Regions from separate parts of the Mus musculus genome. Here region 1 is linked to region 2. Evidence: chromatin contacts called from public promoter capture Hi-C data. All regions are on one chromosome and are shown on one strand. The core of a region is the stretch at or near the end of the contact, and the rest is flanking DNA. Distances in the headings are between cores, read along the strand shown.

The links. Promoter capture Hi-C pulls out the DNA fragments that hold promoters and counts their contacts.
Region 1: a promoter capture Hi-C map of second pharyngeal arch cranial neural crest shows a contact between it and region 2, with 5 times the contacts expected there. The contact joins the promoter of Gad2 here to the promoter of Otud1 in region 2. A contact is called at or near these places in 3 of 39 promoter capture datasets (cranial neural crest, hippocampal neurons and second pharyngeal arch cranial neural crest) and 1 of 484 Hi-C or Micro-C datasets (embryonic stem cells).

The regions. Positions count from the first base shown.
Region 1 is chr2:22,620,165-22,624,481 of GRCm38.p6, reverse strand. It overlaps Gad2 (glutamic acid decarboxylase 2), which reads right to left and starts at 2,155. Exons shown (of 16, transcript NM_008078.2): 1 at 1,744-2,155; 2 at 987-1,046; 3 at 644-793. The coding sequence starts at 1,819.
Region 2 is chr2:19,656,224-19,661,100 of GRCm38.p6, reverse strand. Otud1 (OTU domain containing 1) reads right to left here and starts at 3,370. Exons shown (of 1, transcript NM_027715.2): 1 at 1-3,370. The coding sequence starts at 3,039. The coding sequence ends at 1,675. Gm3230 (predicted gene 3230) reads left to right here and starts at 3,204. Exons shown (of 1, transcript NR_033642.1): 1 at 3,204-4,877.

The DNA of each region.
Region 1 (4,317 bases), core at 906-3,405, 3.0 Mb before region 2:
TTTCACAAGCGTTTGTTCTACATTTGAGTAAATCATCTTAATGGTTTGTCAATACTCCACTTCCGAAATGTTTGAGAAACGCCTTCGGGCAAACCAGGAAAGGCCGTTCAAGCCAAGTTATGATCTCTGGCTTTTTTTGGAGGACAGATGTTTCCAAAGTTGGTGTGTGTGTGTGTGTGTGTGTGCGCGCGCGCGCGCTCACCCGCTGTTTGTGAGCCTGGGAGTTATGCATGCGTAGGTAAAATTTAGCGCCTTGGGCTTGGGTAAACAGGATCGTTCCTTGTTGAAATCACGGTTACAAACTACTTTGGATCCAGTCGAACACCTAAAAATCCCTGCAATTCCGAACTACTTGAACTACTTTGTAGGGTATTTTGGAAATTTGTGCTACTCAGAGGCTTGGGCAGCACCAAGAAGCCTACCAAGGTACACACTGCCACCTCCAACTATCGAGGCTGCGCAGTGCAGGGCGCTTGGCCACTGATTCTGGTTGGGGAAGGCCAGGGCCTCGGTGCCCTCCAGCCCACAAACCCCACGTCCTTTCAATTCTGTGGAAGATCCTCAGAATCCTCACCCCGACATCCATTTGGAGGGTCAGATGTCTGCGGGGTGGAGCGTGGTCCTGGCCAGCCGGCCCATTTACCTGTTGCGTGCAGAAACGCGTAGTTGACATCCCCTTTGGGGCAGTTGCAGGGTTTTTGGTCGCAGGTGCAGGCGACCTTCCCGGTGGCGGCCCGCGAGGTCACGCTCCCGCCGCCCTCCGCTGGCTTCCCGGAGTCTCCATAGAGCAGAGCTGGACAAAGACACGGAACGCGGGACCTGAGTCAGCTGGCGGTAGTCTCCGCTCCTACATCCCCACCCACCCGGCAACCCAGGGATTCGTCCAACCTAGGCTGCAGGCTCAGAGGGGAGCCCACGACTTTGCTCCCGCCAGCCGCGGGCCCCCGACCTTGCCAGCCCTTCTCCCATTCAGTGCCACCACTCACCGCACAGCTTGTTTCCGATGCCGCCCGTGAACTTTTGGGCCACCTGGCACCACGCTCTCGCTGCAATCGCCAGGCAGGGAAAAGCGAATCGGAAAGAAAACAGACGGGCGAGTGAGAATTTTCGTTCCAAGTGAACCAGGTCTTTAAGTCCAGAGTCTGGGGGCCCGGCGCCAAACTCGAAGCAGCCACCAGCTAGCGACTCTGCTTTCAGCAGGTGGGGGAGTCCGAGGGAATCTGACGCCGGGGCCAGCCCTTTCCTTGCGGTGTCCCAGAAAGAAAGCAGCTCACAACGCCGCCCTTTGCACTTTGTTCGCCAGGTTCTCGGGTTTCCAGACTCTCCCTGCCCTCACCTGGGCTGCCTTTCCTAAACCCGAGGCTGTTTGTTTCTCACCGCGCTTGCCTTTCAGACCCCAAACTCTTTCCTGCTCCCATTTTGTCTTTCCCTGCCCAGGGTCTAGACGTCCCGAGGCAAAGCCTAGATCTTTGATTTCTGACTCCCGCAGACGCTGCAGTCTTTCAGGAGCCTATGTTTAGGGGAAGGGGCCTAGACAACCCTGGGCTTTTTCCCTGGGGGACAAAGGACTGGGTGGGGGGGGGGGTTGGTGTTCTCACACAGTTACGGACTTAACCCAGAGAGCCGGGCGAAGCGCCCGAATAAGTTTCCTGTTGCAGATGTCAAAGCTTTGATGATCAGCCTAGCCCTGCAAACCCTAAACCACCCACAAAGCTCTCCCGCTGCAGGTCCTGATTTTCCTACCTGTGCCCGGGTTCTCAGGATCCGCAGAGCCATCTTCAGATCCGAAGGACCAAAAGCCGGAGCCAGGAGACGCCATGGGTTCTGCTAGACTGGCGCTGGTCGCCTCCAAGTGGCTGTGGCAAGCTGCCTTTGCCTCGACCCTGCACGAGAGTGCGTGCGTGTGCGAGTACGTGTGGCGGGAGAAGGGCACCGCGCGAGGGCTGGAGCGGCAGCGCGACGAGGGTGGGTGTCACACAGGGACAGGAAACGTGCTGTCTGCGTATGCCAGTGCTCGTGCGTGTTTGTATGTTCCAGTCAGGGCGCAGGGACGCGCTGCTGTGCTCTGCGCCGCCGAGGTTAAATGGGGGGAGTAGCCGTGATCCTCGCAGTCTGGAGATTGGAAAGTGGAAAGGGCCCAAGAGATTTTTAGGGAGAGGGAGCTTGGTGGGGAGATGAGAGAGTGACGGAAGGGAAATGGAGGCGCTGGGTCGTGAGGTGCGAGTCAGATGCGGGGGAGGGAGGCGTGCCTGCGTAGTGCTGACCCAGCCACAGGCGCTCCAGGTCTGCTTCTGCCGGAACGCGCTGTCCAGGGTGCTACCACAGCCCTCAGCACGCTGGCCTAGGTGACCCCAGGGACAGGGAGACCTTGGCAAGATTGGAATGGTGGCCGAGGGCAATTTCACGTGTGCATCGATTGGCTCATTGTTTGAGGGCTGTCTCTGGCTGCTGCCGAGCAAAAGTGGTTCTCGCGCCCGCCTTCCTCCAAACCAGTGCTGAGGTCGCTGTGACCTCAAGAGCCCAGGCCACCTGGCCTCAATCAGGAAGAGCTCCAAAGCTTGGGGAAGGAACCAAGGAGGGAGGAAGGTGGACCGCTTCCACACCAACGAACTCATTTCATCTCCTTAGCAGAGCCTAATGTCTGCCTGCTGAGCTGAGCCAGCCTGGGGGGTGGGGGTGGGGGTCGTACGGTTTCTGTGCAGTCATGCCTGGGTCCCCAGACCCATCGTCCAGGTTTTGACTGACGGCTGAAGAGAAAGGCTGCTGATTGAAGCAATTAAAATCCACGCTGGAATCTATCACTGAGGACCTCAGGCTGAGAAAAATTAAATAAATAAAACGAACAGAAACTTCTTGGAGTGGGTGAGAGCTGACACATACACAGGATTCAGGGAGTCTCAAAGTAAGCGAATCAGTTTTTCCAAATCCCAGGAAAAGGCACTCCCATCTTTTCAGGGATACTCAACCCACTGACCTCGTCCCTTCCCAAGAGGAGTTCTTGCCATCAGCAGGTGCCTAGGAACACAACAGTGGCAATTTCCCAGCCCAGAAAGAAGTAGTTTCGTTTGTGTTTTCTAATAAAGGAATGAAAAAATCCTTTCTGTTTCCCTTTTCCCAAAGGCTCTTAAATGCAGGGACGGCGCCTTGAGGAAGATTTGGGGCCCTCTGGCTCCGCTTCCGTTTCCTCTTGCCTATACTAAACCCATAGTTCCAGGCTTACAGAGAGCTCAAGAAAGACTTGCAGGAAAGTGCTGCTTTAAACCGTTCCCGATCTCCTTTCCTTCTCTCCGAGCGAGGGACTGCAGCTTCCCTGCTCTCCATAGTCCTTTATTCCTTCTTTGAGTTTTTCAAATGAGTCACCAAAGCTGTTGCCGGAGGAGAAACCCTGGGACCTTTAGTCTTGGTGACCAGGATCACTTATTTTGTTAGGGATCCGGAGACCTCGAATAACTGCAGATGACCAAGTGCATTCTCTCCACAAAGCTTTATCTTCTTCCCAAGGTTTCCAGAATCCAGGGGGGCCAGGGAGGATCTAGCTAGAGGATGCCCACTGAGGTCCGGTGAGTGGCCCGAGGTGGGGAGGGGGAGGGCGGTGAGATTGGCACTGCTGAGGTGCTACCCAAGGCGTGTCTCTAAGGGAAGGCAGTCACCTTGACCCTAGGCCTCAACTTAGTAAGTCTTTAGGGTCCTCCAGGCCTGGTGGCTTCAGCTGGCAGAGGTAACAGCTCCTGGAAAGGGCGCTTCCGCCCAGCCTTGCCAACAAGACTTGGAGAGCCTGAGTCTTTGTTTAAATCCATACTAAATCCTGCAAAATAATTCTCTTCAAGCCAGCTGGCTGGGGTTGAAGCTTTTTACCATGGATGAGTGGTCGGAAATAAAAAAAAAAGGTTCTTAAACACACACACACACACACACACACACACACACACACACACACACACACACACACACCTTCCAAGGAAGAAATGGATGAAAACAAGAGATACAGATTTTCAACATCTGAATTTTACTTCGTCAAAAATAGTAACTTAAAGCGATACTGTGGAAATGCAATTGAATCCCACAGCTCTGAGTATTTTTAAAATCTTATCATACTTTGAAAAAAAATTTTGCCACTCCCCACTTCGAATGCAGGCTGGAATTGGGTTTGTCTTTTTAAAAAACCAACCCTTCGTAGACAGCAATTTGCTTTGTAAATTTTTTTCCCTTTTCCCAAAGGGCCCATCCCCCACCCCCCTCTGGCTCCGGGTTGTTGATAACAAAAGAGCTCTGGGAGGTAATAATTACAGTCATTAGTTCACAAAGGAGGCAGTAGAC
Region 2 (4,877 bases), core at 2,121-4,620:
AGGATTTAATCTCTTTCCAAATGCCCCACCTAGTGGGAATTGTGATTTCTGAAGGGGGCACATATATAACATAAAATGCATTTTAGAACTAAATCTGGTTAGCACATTTTAAAGTAGATTCTCATTGCCATGACAACCAGATTAGGTAAATTCTGGACACCACTTTGGCAACTCTTTAATACAGAAAAGTCTACCCCAAAAGAATGGGTCACAAAGTATAACATTTAATTAGACTTGGGCTGTCAAATTACACTCCCTTGTTCATTAGTCAATAGGCACAGATAAAATTTGATAGAATTATAATTAGAAATAATAAGAGCAATTTCTTTAGCCATTTCACCTTTCAATTATATTTCATTGAGACTTACCCTTTAATATGACTAGACTTCCCATTCATGTGAGAATTTGACAAACCTCTCAGGATTCTGGGACATATTTACACTTGAAAAAAATGTGTACATTTAAAAAAAGTTCTTAAGAGATTTGGCTACTTAAAAACCACTCTACCCAGAAAGATGTAAAAGTATACATTTTATTCATTCATTCCATCAGCTGAGAACTGCTACATTGTACAAATAATTATTGTACAAAAAAAATCACAAAATGTTACAAAATAAAAAAGTACAAACTGCATTACCTAATAAATACACTAAAAGTAGTTAAAGTGGCAACATGGATTTTTTTTTGATGGGGGGTGGGGTGGAAACACTGTTTGACCCAGCAAACCATACAAGTGGCTTACATTTTTACATAATACAAAGTGAATTCTATTTTGCCTTTTGGAAGAACTTTAAAACGACAGAATATTAAGACAAAAGCTTCCTGCTAAAAACAGTGTTGAAATCAAGAAGCTGTATAATGCAGGAGGCTGACCTTCTCACAAAAGTTCATAAAAGCCTTTCCTAAGTTGATGAATAAAACGAACACAATCGAGAACACCAATCTACTCTATAAACATAAGAGTACAGAATTATCATTCTGCCGTCAGCAAATAGCAGACTTCAAGTAAGGCCTGGTACTGTCATTAAAAAAAAAAAAATCGTCCCAAAGCTATCCCTTCCTTAACTTCTTCAAAATGAACCATTTCTTAAAAAAATAACATCTTCTCTCCCCCCCTCCCCAATAGGTTTTTTTCATCAAAATGGAATGGGCTAATCATCTGGTAACATAATGTGTCAATATCCATTTGAAATAATTAAGAATTGTGAAATATTCCAACAATAAACTAGTTACTAAATCACAAACTGAAATAAACTTCATAGAAAGCACTTCTCTGGATTCTGCTTAAAAGCCATTTCTCGAAATTGGAACAAGGCAATAGATGAAAGTACACCCATTTTTAAAAATGTGCAAAAATACATTTTTATAGAAAATAGACTACCAGGAATGAACAAATTCATACCGTGAGACATCAGCTTGCAAATTAAGTAGCACTCACTTTATACAGCAAATTTTAAATAGCAGTAGGCTCACCCAAAGCTATCAGGAAACATCATTCAGGTGCCCAGCAACCTGCGGCTCTGAGAGGACATTCAAAAACTGATTAAGGCATTACACCTAAAGTCAGTCTACTAGGAAAGTGAAAAGTGCCATTACCCTAATTAGAGTTCGTGTGGTTCTCCCAACACAACTGACACGCGCCATTTCCCCCAACTTGTCAGGTCCTCAGACTTTTCAAGAGCATGCATTTTGTTCAATATACATTTTGGACAGGGATATGGCCATGGACTTGGCAAGTTCTTCATCGCGTTTTTTCTGTATCTGGGTTTGCTTGCACCAATTGTCATACTCTGGGTTAGGATAGGAGTGGTCAAAAACAGCATCATAGTGTCCATTGCTGAGCCAACTGAGCCAAATACTGGGCCGTAGAGAATCCTCTGGGCCCAGATAGTGGATCATGGTAGACACGGTGGGGCTCTCCAGCCTCCCTCCAGTAGTTAAGTGTATATTCACATTCAGCATCTGCCCCATGGCCAGCAATTCGGGATATCCGGCCCACGCCCCATCTTGGGCAGCAGCGATAATAAACTCCCCCACGTCGCCCTCAATGAGTGGGCTGAAGTGGTCCAGGTGGTCCGCGATGTAGTGCACGGTCTGCTCCCTCAGCTCCCGGTGCAGGCTCTGGTCCCCGTACACAGTCTTGCTGACAGCTCGGTAGAGGCAGTTGCCGTCGGGGATGATGTGGAATCGGTACTTGTTTCTCTGCCTCAGGTACTTGTCCTGCCTCTCCACCTCGGCCAGGTACAGGGCTAGCTTCTCGTCCCTGGGATCCGCCCGGGACGTGCCTACGGCTTCGCCTTCGCCGTTCTGGGCCGGCTCGCCGCTGCTCCGAGCGGGTGCCGGAACCGGGTGAGCCTCGGCTTCGGGATCTTGCCGTCGGAGCGCGTCAGACCCGGAGGCGTCGCTGCGACCGCTCGCCCGGTCCCAACCCCGGGAACTGCGCTCCGCCCGGCGCTCTTCACCCCACGGGCCGGAGCCCGGGCCGGCGCCGGGCTCCGGGCCGACGGGGGCCGGTGCAGGGGCCCGGTGCTGGGAGGCTGCCAGGGCCTGGCGGTGCTCGCTCAGTCGGAAGTTCCTGTCCGGAGCGTCGCGGACGGCGTTCGGGGCCGCGGGCTCGTCGGGCCGGAGCAGCTCTTCCAGCAGCCAGGCAGAGGAACCGCGACGCGGCGGCGAGGGGGCTGAGGGTGGCGGCAGCAGGAGGCGCTCGGCGCCCAGGGCCCGCACGGCGATGTGCGCCGTGGACGTGAAGTGCGGCGGCAGCGGCGGCTTGCTGCACGCGCCCGGCGGGGCGGCGGCGGACCCGGACCGCTCGAAGCAGGCAGAGAAGGCGGGCATGGCAGCGGCGGCGGCGGCTTCGCGTGGTTCGGTGGCCGCGGCGGGTGGGCGCTCTCCGGTATCCGGCTCCGGGGCCGCGGCGGCGGGGCTGGCTGACTGCAAGGAGACCTTGAAGGCGGCGGCGGCGGTGGCAGGCGGGGCGGCGGCCGTGGGCCCCGGCGTGCCCGCAGGGTAATGGGTGCACACGCTGCTGTAGAGCTGCATGGCCGCGGCCGCCCGCGGCCCCTTATAGCTGCGAGCCCGGCTTGGAGACACACCCTCGGGCGCAGTGCCCCGGAGCCCGAGAATAGCGCTGAGCTCAGCGCCGCGGGCCGCCGCGTCAGGAGCCGCGAATAGCGCCCGGGCCGCGACCCAATTCGTGCTGCGCCACAGCGCGCGGGCGGTCCGAGGGCACCGGAGGGCGCGCGCTCGGCCGGGGACTCGGGCGTAGGACGCTGGCGCAGCTGTGCCCCGCGCCGGCCGCTGGGGACGGTTGGAGGAGCTGCCCGCTCAGACGAGCGCCGCCCGCCCGCAAGCAGGAGTGCAGCGCGCGGATGGTAGGAGGCGGGGCCGCGCTTGTTTACCTCAGGCCGCGCGGCCGCGTCACGTGGTCCCACAGGAATGCGCGCCCCATTCAAGCGGGGCGGCCCCGCCCTCCAGCGGAGACCTCATGGGCGTGGCCGGGGAGGGCGAGGCGGGGGCTGGACTACGGACATGCGCATTGAGTGCGCTCCCAACCTGACTACGGTTGCTGGCTGCCTGGTACCTGGGAAGCAGATCTGTGGGCTATGCGGCTGTCCTGCTGTGTGACGCTGTGGCGGGACCAGCGTTGCTGGGGCAAACAAATAGGTTGGAATAACGTTTTTCTAAAACACTTCCGGACTAGGGACTGAGCTCTACCTTCAGGGCCAATGGCATTCAACTTCTTGAGTCGTTTCCTCCAGTTAACGTGTTTGGGTCTGGTCTACACGGTCTTGCTGCCCCGCTAAGCAAAAATAGACGTTCCTGCACTGCTAACTTAAGTCACCTAGGAAATGCAAGGGCGAAAGGAAGGCTTTTCAACAGCCTTCCTTGGAATACCAAATAACATGCCGCCTTAAAGCCTTTTGAAAGTAGATCGCGACTGTTAAACTTTGAGGCAAGAGGCACACAACCTGTTTTCTGGAACAGCACAGCAAAATGAAATAACAGACTGAACTGTGCTTCCTCTGCAACGGAAAGCCAGAGTGTTATCAAATTGGTACCTACTTGCAGTAACAGTAGCTTTTGCCTTATTCTGAGTTTCAATCCAATTTTAAATTTAGTTTCCAGATATACAGATTGAATTGGAGACTACTTCTTGGTATGGAAAAACAGCCTGCAGGTTGTACTACCTGCGCGCCACCATTCTGCTTGGAACATAATTTATGCTTGTTACTAGGGTCTCTCGTTGGGGGTTCTTAGTCTCCTTAATCAAATAAATTTAAAATGTTCAAAAGGAAGCTCGGGGGGGGGGCAATTTTACTAGAGTTTGAGAGGGTAGGCAATCTGCTAATCTTGGCAGGTGGCCAGAGAAGGGAAGGGGGGGAAAAAAAAGAAAAAAAGAAAAAAAGAAAAAAAAGCCATGCCCTTTTAAGTTAGGACTGGAAAAGGCAGGCCAGCAGGTTCAGCAATGGAGTTTGGCCAGCGGTTGCTCAGGGAAGGGTTGGTGTAACCCGCCTATCAAGACTGGAATGGGTGTATACTAAACAGATATACTAACCCTGTTATTTACCCCATTGGGAAAAAAAAAAATGGACACCTCTCCCCCCACCCCCACCCCGCCTCCGTACACTGATAGGCACATATGCCTGCACACACATTAGAATTCCTCCTAGGGATCTATCTCCTGCTGGGAGGGAAAAAAAAAAAAAAACCGGCTGAATCCCTGGGGACATCCAGAGAAGAAACTTATCTTCTGGAAATGACCTTTCAGGAGAGATTTGGAGCTGAGAAAGGAATGGATTGGGGACCACATTTGCCAGTGTTTAGTTAGGCAGAGCTTTTGTTTTGTATTTGAACCTCATCCTCAGGAAACCCAACTC